Linked DNA regions of Mus musculus: all the other regions are linked to region 1. The links are chromatin contacts, called in public HiChIP or PLAC-seq and promoter capture Hi-C maps. All regions are on one chromosome and are shown on one strand. Each heading gives the region's core, a stretch centred on a gene start, on an enhancer-like site or on the middle of the called end of the contact. The rest is flanking DNA. Distances are from core to core; before and after follow the strand shown.

Region 1 (3,961 bases), core at 905-3,404:
GAGAGGGCCCCAGCACCCAGGGGGTATGAGATTATCGGAAAAGCCCAGAGAGGAGCAGATAGAACTTGTAGAGACCACCTCCAGTAGATAAGCACAGCCCGAAGCCAAGGGAAGGGACCACCTACCCATCTCAGAGTTTTTAACACAGAAATGTTCCTGTTCAAAGGAAGAACAGGGACAAAAATGGAGCAGAGACTGAAGGAAAGGCCATCTGAGAACTGCCTCACCTGGGGGTCCATCTTGTCTGCAGACACCAAACACTGTTGCTGTGGTTAAGAGGTGCTTGCTGACAGGAAGTTGCTTGGGAGTTTAGGCCAGCAACCTATCAATGCAGATGTGGATGCTTGGAGCCAACCATCAGACTGAGCTCAGGAACTTAGGTGGGGGAGCTGGTGGGAGGACTGGAGGAGCAGAGGGGGATTGCAACCCCATAGAAAGAACAACTGGATCACCCAGTGCTCCCAGGGACTAGACTACAAACCAAGGCGTGTACAGGACACTATACACTGGATCAGTGGGTAGGAGAGGGTAGGTGGGGTTGGAAGAGCACCCTCATAGAGGCAAAGGGGAAGGAAAAGAGGGCAGATATGGGATGGGGGATGGGGCTTGTGGAAGGGTTACTCGGAAGTGAGATATCATTTGAGATGTAAATGAATGGGATGATTAATAAATAAATAAACCCATTTTTTGTTTACAAGTGAATTATGGACACTAGTGTATTCGTATTTCATGCATAGTATGAACCCAGTCTTGAAATATCTCTATACTGGGCTTGATTTAAAGCTCTAGTTCCTCTTGCCCTAAACCCATTCATGAATGTCTTAGGATGCTTCCTACAGAATCTTTCTTGAAAGGATTGATGATCAGTTTCCATACAAAGTTATAACATTCTGATAACATAAAATAGCACCAATTCTAGCACATCCTTGTGTTGTACTGTTCCAAAAGTCAGACATATGGTAACCATCACATAGAGTGTGATACCTGGATCCACACATCCTTCATGGGACATCATATTTCAGAACCCAGAAGAATTTTGGGCCAGCATAAAAGATCCACTGCAGTAGAAGTTGAGCTTGTGTTCAAAGGTAAACTTCTAGTAGGAATTCAACAACTGAGATGCAAATCCTGGCTTTAAGTCTCTGTGGTAAGATAAGTCTCTGTGTTGAGATTCTCTCGGGGTAGCAGATTACAGTCATCACAATTGCAGGGCCTAACAAAAGCAAAGGACAGAAAGTCCGTGCAGTGGGTTTACTAGTTACTTTTTCTTGCTGTGATAAAACGCCATGACCAAAGCAGCTCATGAGTCTAATTTGGTTTGCACTTTCTGAGAGTCCTTAGTAGTGGCAGGGGCATAGAAACAGGCTGGAACAAGAACCTGGGAGATCACATCTTCAACCACACAGAGAGAACATAGAAAGAATTGGAAATGGGGTGAGGTCAGAAATTCTCAAACCTACCCCAGTGAGCGACTGCCTAAAGCAGGGTTTACACCTTTTTATGGTTCCTTAAGGTGTCCAAACAGCACCACCAATGGGGACCATGTGGTCAAATATTGAAACTCAGTGGGACATTTCTCATTGTGTCACACAGTAGGATTTATAGACCATTACCCATTCTGAAGACTCCTCCAACATGTGCACACAAAAATAATGTAAATCACTGAATTAATAATTGGAAACACGGGGTACTCTTTTCTTAGAATAGGGAAGAATGTGGATTTTAAATGTAAGGAAGATAGGTTCTACACAGGCCTTGTCATGTAGCTGGTGTGTAACCTTAGCTGGCCACTTTTCAAATCTCGCTATGTTCCAGTTTGTTTGTCTACAATCTGGACCAAAAGAATCTCTCCCTAGTTCAAGAGTATTGAAACAAAGATGTCCCTGGAAAACTGTTTTTATTGTTTTTCTCATCTGTGTTATATTTTAAAACTGTTGGCGGATTTCCAGATCCTATCCGTTGCAAATATTATATAAAAAGGAAGAAAAAAAGATACTCAAGAAATGAAAGTTGGGCCCAACTCTGACCTAAAGAAAAAGGGGACAGCGCCAGGTGCTCCCGCCGATGTCCAGCAGGGGACGCTGCGGGCGGCGGAGCCAGAGACGCGACCGGAAGTCAGACTGGCGGCTCTGGGGAACCTGTGACGACTCCTCCTGCTTCCGCTGGTGGCCCAGGGCTGTGCTTGGTTCTGTCAGCCGGCTCCTGTGCTGTAGCCATGCCGCTAGAAAACCTAGAAGAAGAGGGACTGCCCAAGAACCCCGACCTGCGCATCGCGCAGCTGCGGTTTCTGCTTAGCCTGCCGGAGCACCGCGGGGACGCGGCGGTGCGCGAGGAGTTGATGGCGGCCGTCCGGGAAAACAGTGAGGCCAGCGAGCGCCGAGTCAGCGGCCTAGGCGGGGCGGTCGGGGTGCCTGGCGGGCGTCTCCGGTCGAGGCTTCATGGAGACCCCTAGGGAGGCCTCCTGGACCCGAGAGGGGCTTGCTTGCCTTAGTGGGTTCTTCCCCGCCGCGAGACGTCCAGGGAAGCCTCGGGTGCTTGTCGCGGCTGGACTCCCGGCAAAGGCGCCGCGGCTTTAGTGATGCCTGTCGGTGTTTAGCTGCCGGCCAAGGGACAGTCAGGGTTCTGTCCCTAGTAGTCGAGTCGAATCGGTGTCCTTTCCCTGACATGAGGACTCCTTTGGAACAGGAGCCGACCAGAGCAAACTGAGGATTCGATTCCCTTCCCCTTGGCCTTAGTCGCGATCAGACCTGCTAAGATCGGCTCTCAAGCAGGCTCCCAGCTTCAAACCTTAGCCGTGCTACCCAGGCCCATAGTTGGGAGGCGTCTGCTAGCTGACCTTCGGTGGGGTGGGAAAAGCGAGCAGAAGCTAACAGGATACCTCATAATGCGTGATTTGTGGCTTTTAGATATGGCTCCTTATTATGAAGCCTTGTGTAAATCCCTCGACTGGCAGATGGACGTGGATCTCCTGAGTAAAATGAAGAAAGCAAACGAAGAAGAGTTGAAACGTTTGGATGAGGAGCTGGAGGATGCAGAGAAGAATCTGGGAGAAAGTGAAATTCGAGATGCAATGATGGCAAAAGCAGAGTACCTCTGTCAGATAGGTGACAAGGTCAGTGAGATGCCCTGCCCGCTCTGGGTAGGTGACAGGGTCAGTGAGATGCCCTGCCCGCTCTGGGTAGGTGACAGGGTCAGTGAGATGCCCTGCCCGCTCTGCAGATGAGAGGTGCTCCCTATTTTCTGGAGGTACAGACCAATGTTGTACATCAGTGCAAATGAGTAATATCTCACTGGATAAGAGAATCTTTCTGTTTTAACTGGAAGGATAATCATATTTACCTGTACTGAAGAGTCAGTACAGGAACAGTAGATACATGACAATGTTGCAGCACCCAATTCCCTGCTCTTAACAGAGCAAGGTGTGCGTTAGTCTTCCTTACTGTGTCATTAAAAACAAGTACACATGAGGCTAGAGAGAAGAGGCTTGGTGGTTTAAGACTGTATACTGCAGATCATCCTGGAGGAGACCTAAGTGCAGTTCCCACCACCCACATCAAGAGGTTCACAATACCAGCTCCCAGGTATCTGATCCCTCCAGCCTCCAAAGACATCTGCATTCATGCACACATACCCCCAGACACACATATACATACTTGAGAATAATAAAAATACTTCTCCAGAACAAAACAAGGGTGCAGAGGTTTTGCCCCCTCTGTTGACAACATTGGGGTCATTTTCAGTAGTAACTTAAGTGGTTGGGAAGCAAAGATTGTACATTTTAAAAGGTTTACAACTGCCAGGCAGTGGGGGCACACGCCTTTAGTCCCAGCACTTGGGAGGCAGAGGCAGGAGGACTTCTGAGTTCGAGGCCAGCCTGGTGTACAGAGTGAGTTCCAGGACAGCCAGGGCTACAGAGAAACCCTGTCTCGAATTGTTTTTTTACAGTAGGAGGCTGGAGCGA
Region 2 (3,961 bases), core at 848-3,347, 780 kb before region 1:
GAATAAAACCACATGATCATCTCAGTAGATGCTGAGAAAGCATTTGACAAAATTCAATACCCCTTCATGGGTCTTAGAAAGATCAGGAATGCAAGGCTCACACCTAAGCACAGTAAAAGCAAATATACAAGAAAATAATAAACAACATCAAACTAAATAGAGAGAAACTTGAGGCAATCCCACTAAAATCAGGGACCAGACAAGGCTGCCTATTCTCTCCCTACCTATTCAATATAGTACCCGAAGTCCTAGCCAGAACAATTTGACAAGAGGAGGTCAAAGGGATACAAATTGGAAAGGAAGAAGTCAAATATCACTATTTGCAGATGATATGATAGTATACTTAAGTGACCCCAGAATTTCCACCAGAAAACACCTTCAGCTGATAAACAACTTCAGCAAAGGGGCTGGATATAAAATTAATGCAAACAAATCTGTAGCCTTCAAAGGATAAACAGACTGAGAAAGAAATTAGGGAAACAACCCCTTCACAATAGTCACAAATAATATAAAATACCTTGGTGTGACTCTAACCAAACAAGTGAAAGATGTGTACGGCAAGAACTGCAAGTCTCTGAAGAAAGAAATTGCAGATTTCAGAAGATGGAAAGATCTCCCATTCTCATGGATTGGTAGGCTTAATATAGTAAAAAATGGCCATCTGGCTGAAGGCAATCTACAGATTCAATGCAATCACCATCAAAATTCTACCCTAATTCTTCATAGAGTTAGAAAGAGCAATTTGCAAATTCATTTGGAATAACCAAGAACCCAGGATAGTGAAAACTATTCTCAACAATAAAAGAACTTCTGGGGGAATCACCATCCCTGACCTCAAGTTGTACTACAGAGCAATTGTTGGTATCAAGAACCAGTTTGGCAGATTGGCTCCTTACTCAGGAATATCACACATAGGTGACACCTGTTGCTAAGGCAACCACATATCTTCCCAGAGGATACTTTCCACACTTACCTGCGAACAGATTACATCACAGCCTAAATAAAAGACAGGCCTTTCCCACCATCGACCCTTTTTTCCTTTGTCTTTCTCTCTTTCCTCTTTTTGTCTCCAATAAACCTCTTCCACATGGAACTGTTTTGGCCTGGTGGTTTCTGTCTGGACATGAGCCACCATTCCAACATATGATTGGTGCTGAAACTGGGGACTCAGTCGTGCCCTCCAGCAGCTGTTGCTATGTTAGCCCAGGAGGTGACTGGCATAAGCACTGGGGACTGTGACTGAGTGAAGTGAAGTGGACCAGCCTCCAGAACATACCCCTCGAAAGTGCCTCTCCCACCCCTCCCACTCTGGGCTCTTGCAACTGTCTAAGAAACCCCTAGGCCTAAGGTGAGATGCTTTCTGGTAAGTTCAGGACTTACCGTGTATAGCCTCTAGGGGGCCTTAGTGATGATTTAGGCCTCTAGCCTGGCTCTATTTTTGGTTATTGAATTATTCTCGGGACGCCAGTATGAATAATGAAATAACTCTCCAATGGGTAATGTGATGTCTTTGAATGTATCTCTAGGTACCTCACTGAGATGTCTCCTGGACAATCTCAAATCTCTGAAGCTAACACCTGACTTGAGGGAATCAAGATCAGTACACCTTGGCAATAAGGTCTGGATTCAGTACCAGTTAGATAATAGCTTCAAATGTCCACTTCATGACACACTAGATCCAGTTATTTTAAGGCATCTTCACATATACTACCAGTGGTCTGGTAAATGGAAAGAAGCCCCCTATGTCCAAGCATTCTTCTATCTTCACTCCAATTCCTCCATGTGCTCCTCTTGTTCCCCAATCCAACTTCTCTTAGCCATGAAGCCTCCACTGCCTCCACTAGATGGTGCTACAACGCTTGATCCAGCTAAGGAGCTGCCCTCCTTCTGCCGCAGATCTGTTTCCACACCGCCAAAACCCAAACTGCTGCCTTGGTTTCTCCTTCTCACAAGGATACTCCAAAGCCTACTAGCTCGACCTCACCAGATCCCTCCTCTTTTGAGCAAGCTGCCGGTCATTCAAAACGCCCTACATTGGCGCCGAACTTTACCCCTCCTATCACGCACTCTAAGGCCACAGCCAAACACTTGACCCAGCATGGGTGCTTCCTTTAAGGGAAGTAGCTGGGGTGGATGGCCTTGTCAGAACACATGTTCATTTCTCACTGAGTGAACTTTCTCAAATAGAAAGCAAACTGGGCTCCTATACCTCTAACTCCTCCACCTTTATTAAAGAGTTTCAATATATTATTTAGCCTTATAGCTTGCCTTTCCATGATGTACATATTATCCTTCTTAATAACTTGCTTACTGAGGAACTAAGGAGAGTTTGAGAGCAAGCAAGAACATATGAAGATGAAAATCATCAAACAGATAGAACATATCCAATTGGTTCTGAGGCAGTGCCTGACCAGGATCCTTGAAGGAATTATACTTCCATGGGAAGTATTTTAGCCAGAGATAGATTTATAAATTGCCTTCTGGCTGGCCTAAGAAAAGCATCCTTAACGGCAGTAAATTTTGAAAAATTCCAAGAGGTTGTCCAGTACAAACATGAAAATCCATCTCAATATTTAGAACACCTCACAAAGGCTGTATTGCTGTATACCAATCTGGACCCTGAAAACCCAAAAGGTAAGCAATTTCTGATAACCTACTTTTTCCCCAGAGCTACCCCGACATAAAAGCCAAACAGAAAGCTGAAGAGGGGACCCCTAACTTCACAGGCGAAATTTTAGTGCTGGCCTTCAAGGTGTACCATGAGAGAGGTGAGAAAGGCCACAAACAAAAATATCATATGCTGGCAAAGGCTGTCTGACCAACCCCAGCCACTGCCCTGAACTCCTGGTCTTCAAAGACTCAGAGACCACCAGGCTTCTGCTACAAATGGGGTCAACAAGGTCATTGGGTAAAAGCTTGCTCTAGCTTCCTCAAGCCAAGGAGGCCATGGCCTAGGCACCATCAAGAGGGACATTGGGCTATCAATTACCCTTATGTTTCACATCACTCCCAGACAACCCTCCAACTGATCTCCTAGGTTTGGCTATGGCCTACTAAGGAGACCTGAGCTCCTTGACCCGACGACTGCCATCACTAGCAGGGAGCCCCAGGTAGGCATCATGGTATGTGGGCGGTCCATCTCCTTCCTATTGGACACTGGGGCTATTTAGTCCACTGTCCTGATGGAGTTTTGTGGACCCACTTCCCTCTCTCATTTACCTATTGTCAAGGTATGAGGGCAACCTTACATTCCTCATCAGACCCTAACACTTAGTTGCATTTCTAGGTGTGTACCTCTCACCCATTCCTTTTCAGCAGTGCCAACATGTCCTGTCCCCTTCTTGGGAAGGGATCTTGTAGCTAGGTTGGCAGTCTCTATTTCCTTTGCTCCCACCCATTCATATAAACCCAAAGTCACCAGCAGTTCCTCTGCTCCTTCTTCTACCCAGGATAGGATAAAGTCATTTCCAAGTTTGAAAGCAGTTTTCAAGAAATGTCTGAAACCAAGCTTACTATCCAGAACAGATTAGTTCTTTGGCAGCTGTGTTGCTTCAGAACCAATGGGAGCTAAATGTTCTGACAGCTAAAGAAGTTGGTCTTTGCCTGTTCCTTCAAGAATAATGCTGTTTCTATGTCAACCAATCTGGGAGAGTGAGAAATGAAATCCAGGAGCTACAATCAGATATATAGAATTTCAGGGAAAGTGAGACCTCCAGTTCTGGGATTTTTAAAAACCCTATATAGAAGTAGATACTCCCTCTCATAACACCTTTCCTTGTCATCTCCCTGGTGGTATTATTCACTCCCTGCCTCATTAATCTTATTTCTAAATTCCTTCAATGACAAATACAAAAAAATTCTGACCAGACTATTAATCAGTTTCTGTTACAGAATTACCAGCCACTGTCCATAGAGAAGCCTGATGCAAGTGTTTATCAAGTAGACCCCAATGGTGAAAGTC
Region 3 (3,961 bases), core at 534-3,033, 720 kb before region 1:
ATAACCTTTTTATAACTAGGACCAAATTGCTTAATCCATCATGCCTTTCCTTGGAGAAGAATGCCTTCATTGAATCCCCATTAATGTAAATGCTCTTTCTCCAATTTTTCAGACCACAGACTCCTGTCCCCCACTACTTTCTTGCCAAACATCCTAGTGTCAGAGCTGTGAAAGCTCTGCGGGGATGCGGGGATGCACTTTTGTTTTCATCCCATGGATCCCTTTACACTTCCTTATGCTGAAGTTAGCATCTCTCTTGGACTCCTCCTTGATCTCCACCACTGTGTGATATGGTTCACAAACTTCAATTCTACAAACATCCTTTTCAAAATTGTTGCTAAGCCAACTTAACACCTTAATGTTATTGTTTTGTCAGATTGTAAGCAACATCAATAAAATCACTGTCTGTTAAAGTGAAAACTACTGTGTGTCACCTAAACTCTCTCCCAGAAGCATAAGACCACAAGCAGCACAAGTTAGGCATTCCTGAGATAGGAGGACTCAACAGGTTATTGAAATCAGCTCTACACATCTGCCTGTTAAATGTCTGTTACCACTAAACCAACATTCATGTATTTTACGGTACACACTGACATGTGGGTGTGTGTGTGTGTGTGTATGGTGGTGGGGGAGGGGTGTTCCTGGGAATACAGAGTCCAGGACCCAAGGTCTTTCTCTGAACTGCATCTTTAGCACCTTAAAATGAATACTTAATCCATAGCTTACAATACCATACCACCTTGTGAGTCTGCATCCCATAAATTGCTATATTCAATTATCTCTGACTTACAGAAAATGCTGATTTCATATTATTCTAATTATAAAACCTTACAATACAGATGGATTTCGCTTTAACATTAAAGTTAAGTGATGCACTCAGCTGGAGTAGAATTGAAAAGTAAAAACCTTCATATGCTGCACCATTTATTGATTCCTTGTGTTGGTAAAGAACATAAGAAGATAAGTAGAGAAGCCATTTTAGGCTGGGTGCATAGTCTTACGACTTATAATGACATGTAGCTTGAGTATTAAGCTCTGAACTTGGAGAGCGACTGATGACACACAGGGCCATGTAGAACCTCAGCACTCTAGGGGCCCACTCACCTTGTGGGCTCCACTTGCAGTAACCCATTCTCTTTGGTCTTTCACAGCAGCAAGTTTTTGAAAAATATCTATTAAAGAAAGAAATCATTCAAAGGGAGATCGAGAAACAGCTGTCATGAAACTCTGGCTCCTCAGAAGTGACAGGAAAGAGAAGAACGAGAGAGTGGGAGCAGAGACCCACAAAAGGAATAGTGGAGGACAGGGCTGCCTAGTTCAACTCTAGAAGCTCACCTAGTATAGTAAATCTGCAAATAGCACAAAAGCAAACTCCCCGTGCATTTAAAGTTGAACAGGTTCCTGAACCTTATTTATTACAAGGTCATGGCATGGACTTAAAAGACCCTACTCATTATTCCAGCTTACAAAGAGATGGGAGGCCAGGCAGAACATAAGACCTGCACCGAGAAAGCTGTCCTCAAAGGAACATCCTGGTGCCCAGCATCTCCCCTGCCCCTAAGAGCCACCGTAGGCCCAACCAGCAAAGCATGAGAAACCAGTCTATCCACACAAGTACAATGGGCTTGTGCTGGCACCCAAAGCAGCAGGAATCCTGTGGCTGACCACACCTAGAGGGACTGCAAGGGGGAGGGGTGGGTGAAGGGCAATAGGAGAGAGAAGGAAGAGAAACTGGTCAAGCTTTCTGAGGAAGCCAGAAGAATGTCTGAGATGTCTCACACCCTGGCCACAGCTTCCACATTGCTGTTTTCAGGGGAGATTCTCAGTTTTCCTTTTCATGTTGTGGGTAGTCTACATTATATGAGCTAGGCATAATTATTACCCAATTTTAGAAGCAAAAATCCCTGGTTCTGACATTTTCACAGAAATCAAAAGGTTTTCTTTCAATGTCACAACAGATGTCGCTTTTATGAAAGACTTCTTCCTTGAAACAAATATGCTTGCCAAAGAAAGAGCTGCCATGGGGAGATGTGGGGACATGTGATACCATTGGCACAAAGGCACACACCATGTGAGTGGAACAATAATAAGAGCAGCAGGTGTTCTTTCTCCCAAGTCCACGAGATTCTTTGGGTGCCTGGCAACAATGCTTACACGTCATATTGACCAGCTTGTCCACACAGTGCTGCTCCTCAGCGTAGCCCAGGTACTCGTTGGCCACGATCTCCATGTACTGCATGAAAGACCAACCCAATAAGCCAGTCAGAAAGCCAGCACCAAAAGTACATAGGAAACAAGAGTGCAGGTCTTAGGATGAGCCTAGGATGGCAGAGAGGTAAGTAAGAACTGCTCAGTACTCCTGGGCCTGTGGCACTCAAGGGTGGGACACAGGACTTAGTGATTCATGGTTTCTTCCTGAATGCCCCCAAAGTTGAAAGAATTCTGAAAGCTCTCAAAAATCCCAGAATGACTTGAACTGAATAGTTTCACGGTGCATCTTATATAAGATATACATAGTAACCTGATTCTTTGATTCACCTTGCAGCAAAATGTTTAAGAAATAGGCTCAGAGAAGCATAGACAGTGTGAATGCTTATGTTAAAGTGGTGATGTCCTTTACAATATATGGACATGGACTTCACTCAGTGAGGTACATCTTCAGTTAGATTTCTCTTTAAAAACTAAACAAGGGGGCTAGAGAGATGGCTAAGAATACTGGCTGCTCTTCCAGAGGTCCCGAGTTCATTTTCCAGCAATATGGTGGCTCACAGCCATCTGTAATAGAATCTGATTCCCTCTTCTGTGTGTGTGTCTGTTCTAACGCAGATCACTCATATACATATAAACAAACAAACAAACAAATAAACATTTTAAACACTGAGCATGAATCACCTTCCCAGGATTTAAGGTGACTCTGTTCAGTCTCCATAGCTGTGACAAACACTGAGAGAAACAATTTAAAGAAAGTGAGGCAGAGAAAAAATGCTCAATTCATGGTAGCATAGAGAATGGTAGGAAGGGGCTGGAGCAGGCATCTTTCTGTGGCCCCTTCTTCTTCCAGCTCAGTCCTGCCTCAAGGTTCCCACTGACTCTCCATATAGCAGCACAGTTGGGCACCAAGTATCAACACAGGAGACTGTAGGGAAATTTTGTATTCAAAGGTAACATTTCCACTAGGCATGATCTTCTATTAATCTAGCTCAGAATGAGTTCTCAAGACCGAGTTTAGCATAAATCACTTTTTGCTGGTCTGTTAACACAGGACTCAACATTCAAGAAGCTGAAACAGATCATTTGAAGTTTTAGTCCAACATGGGCTACATGGTGCGACAATTTCTCATGTAAGGATAAATGAGCAAAATAAATAAGTAAATAAAATAGCATGATGTGGATAGACCTGTTATTTAGCTACAAGAGGGGCTGAGACAAGAAGACTGCAAATTTGAAGCTGCCTTAGTGAGATCCATATCAAAAGTTTAAAAAAACAAAAAGTAAACATAAAGGCTAGGATAGAGTTTGGTGGTAGAGTACTTGTCTAATCTCTTATCCTGAAAAAAAAAAAAGCTAAAATAAATTTTAAAGTAAGTAAATAAATAAATAAATAATCACCTTTCTTATCTCCCAGTCTTGGGAGACTGGGAATTCCAACTCAATGACATGCCCTAAAATTGTTTTTTATTCTCTCAATAAGCAAAGTTGTTGAATAGCTGCTCAGCCTATATAATCACCTGTTAGTCATTCCTCATAACAAAATTTAAGGTACTATAAGACATGAGAGGAGTTTCTTAGAAAATTGTTTTTAAAGCACAAAAAGCCTAAAACCAAGATCTTTCCTTATATTATCTTGAATTTATAAATATGTAATGAAGGGTGGATACTTTGTAATGACTTCATATTTCCTTACATCATGTAAGTGATCTGGCCAGCCAATGCTGGCTATTGACAATAATCTTGTCATCAT

Evidence for each region. Promoter capture Hi-C pulls out the DNA fragments that hold promoters and counts their contacts. HiChIP or PLAC-seq counts read pairs in DNA pulled down with a chosen protein or histone mark.
Region 2: a contact with region 1 is called in an H3K4me3 HiChIP or PLAC-seq map of bone marrow-derived macrophages, with 8 times the contacts expected there. The contact joins the enhancer-like site here to the promoter of Psmd6 in region 1. A contact is called at or near these places in 2 of 39 promoter capture datasets (embryonic stem cells and hippocampal neurons), 2 of 15 datasets of contacts at CTCF or cohesin (large pre-B cells and pro-B cells), 1 of 484 Hi-C or Micro-C datasets (bone marrow-derived macrophages), 3 of 115 datasets of contacts at active chromatin or transcription factors (bone marrow-derived macrophages, large pre-B cells and pro-B cells) and 3 of 9 other capture datasets (adipose tissue, liver and pancreatic islet).
Region 3: a contact with region 1 is called in a promoter capture Hi-C map of hippocampal neurons, with 5 times the contacts expected there. The contact joins the enhancer-like site here to the promoter of Psmd6 in region 1. A contact is called at or near these places in 3 of 39 promoter capture datasets (the 3T3-L1 cell line, cranial neural crest and hippocampal neurons), 5 of 484 Hi-C or Micro-C datasets (B cells, the Ba/F3 cell line, cortical neurons and 1 more), 2 of 115 datasets of contacts at active chromatin or transcription factors (bone marrow-derived macrophages and large pre-B cells) and 2 of 9 other capture datasets (adipose tissue and liver).

Annotation. Positions count from the first base shown.
Region 1 is chr14:14,119,138-14,123,098 of GRCm38.p6, reverse strand. Psmd6 (proteasome (prosome, macropain) 26S subunit, non-ATPase, 6) reads left to right here and starts at 2,154. Exons shown (of 8, transcript NM_025550.3): 1 at 2,154-2,360; 2 at 2,907-3,112. The coding sequence starts at 2,216.
Region 2 is chr14:14,903,062-14,907,022 of GRCm38.p6, reverse strand. All of the region lies in intron 22 of Nek10 (NIMA (never in mitosis gene a)- related kinase 10), which reads right to left. Among named protein-coding and RNA genes, the nearest start is that of Nek10, 84 kb to the right of the region's middle. Within about 2 kb of position 2,097, at least 29 of the 459 cell types and tissues checked have an H3K27ac peak or open chromatin away from gene starts, as enhancers often do. A contact at or near this core is called in adipose tissue and bone marrow-derived macrophages, where this site is marked.
Region 3 is chr14:14,841,058-14,845,018 of GRCm38.p6, reverse strand. It overlaps Nek10 (NIMA (never in mitosis gene a)- related kinase 10), which reads right to left. Exons shown (of 35, transcript NM_001195229.1): 7 at 2,155-2,233; 8 at 1,105-1,172. Among named protein-coding and RNA genes, the nearest start is that of Nek10, 22 kb to the right of the region's middle. Within about 2 kb of position 1,783, at least 32 of the 459 cell types and tissues checked have an H3K27ac peak or open chromatin away from gene starts, as enhancers often do. A contact at or near this core is called in hippocampal neurons, where this site is marked.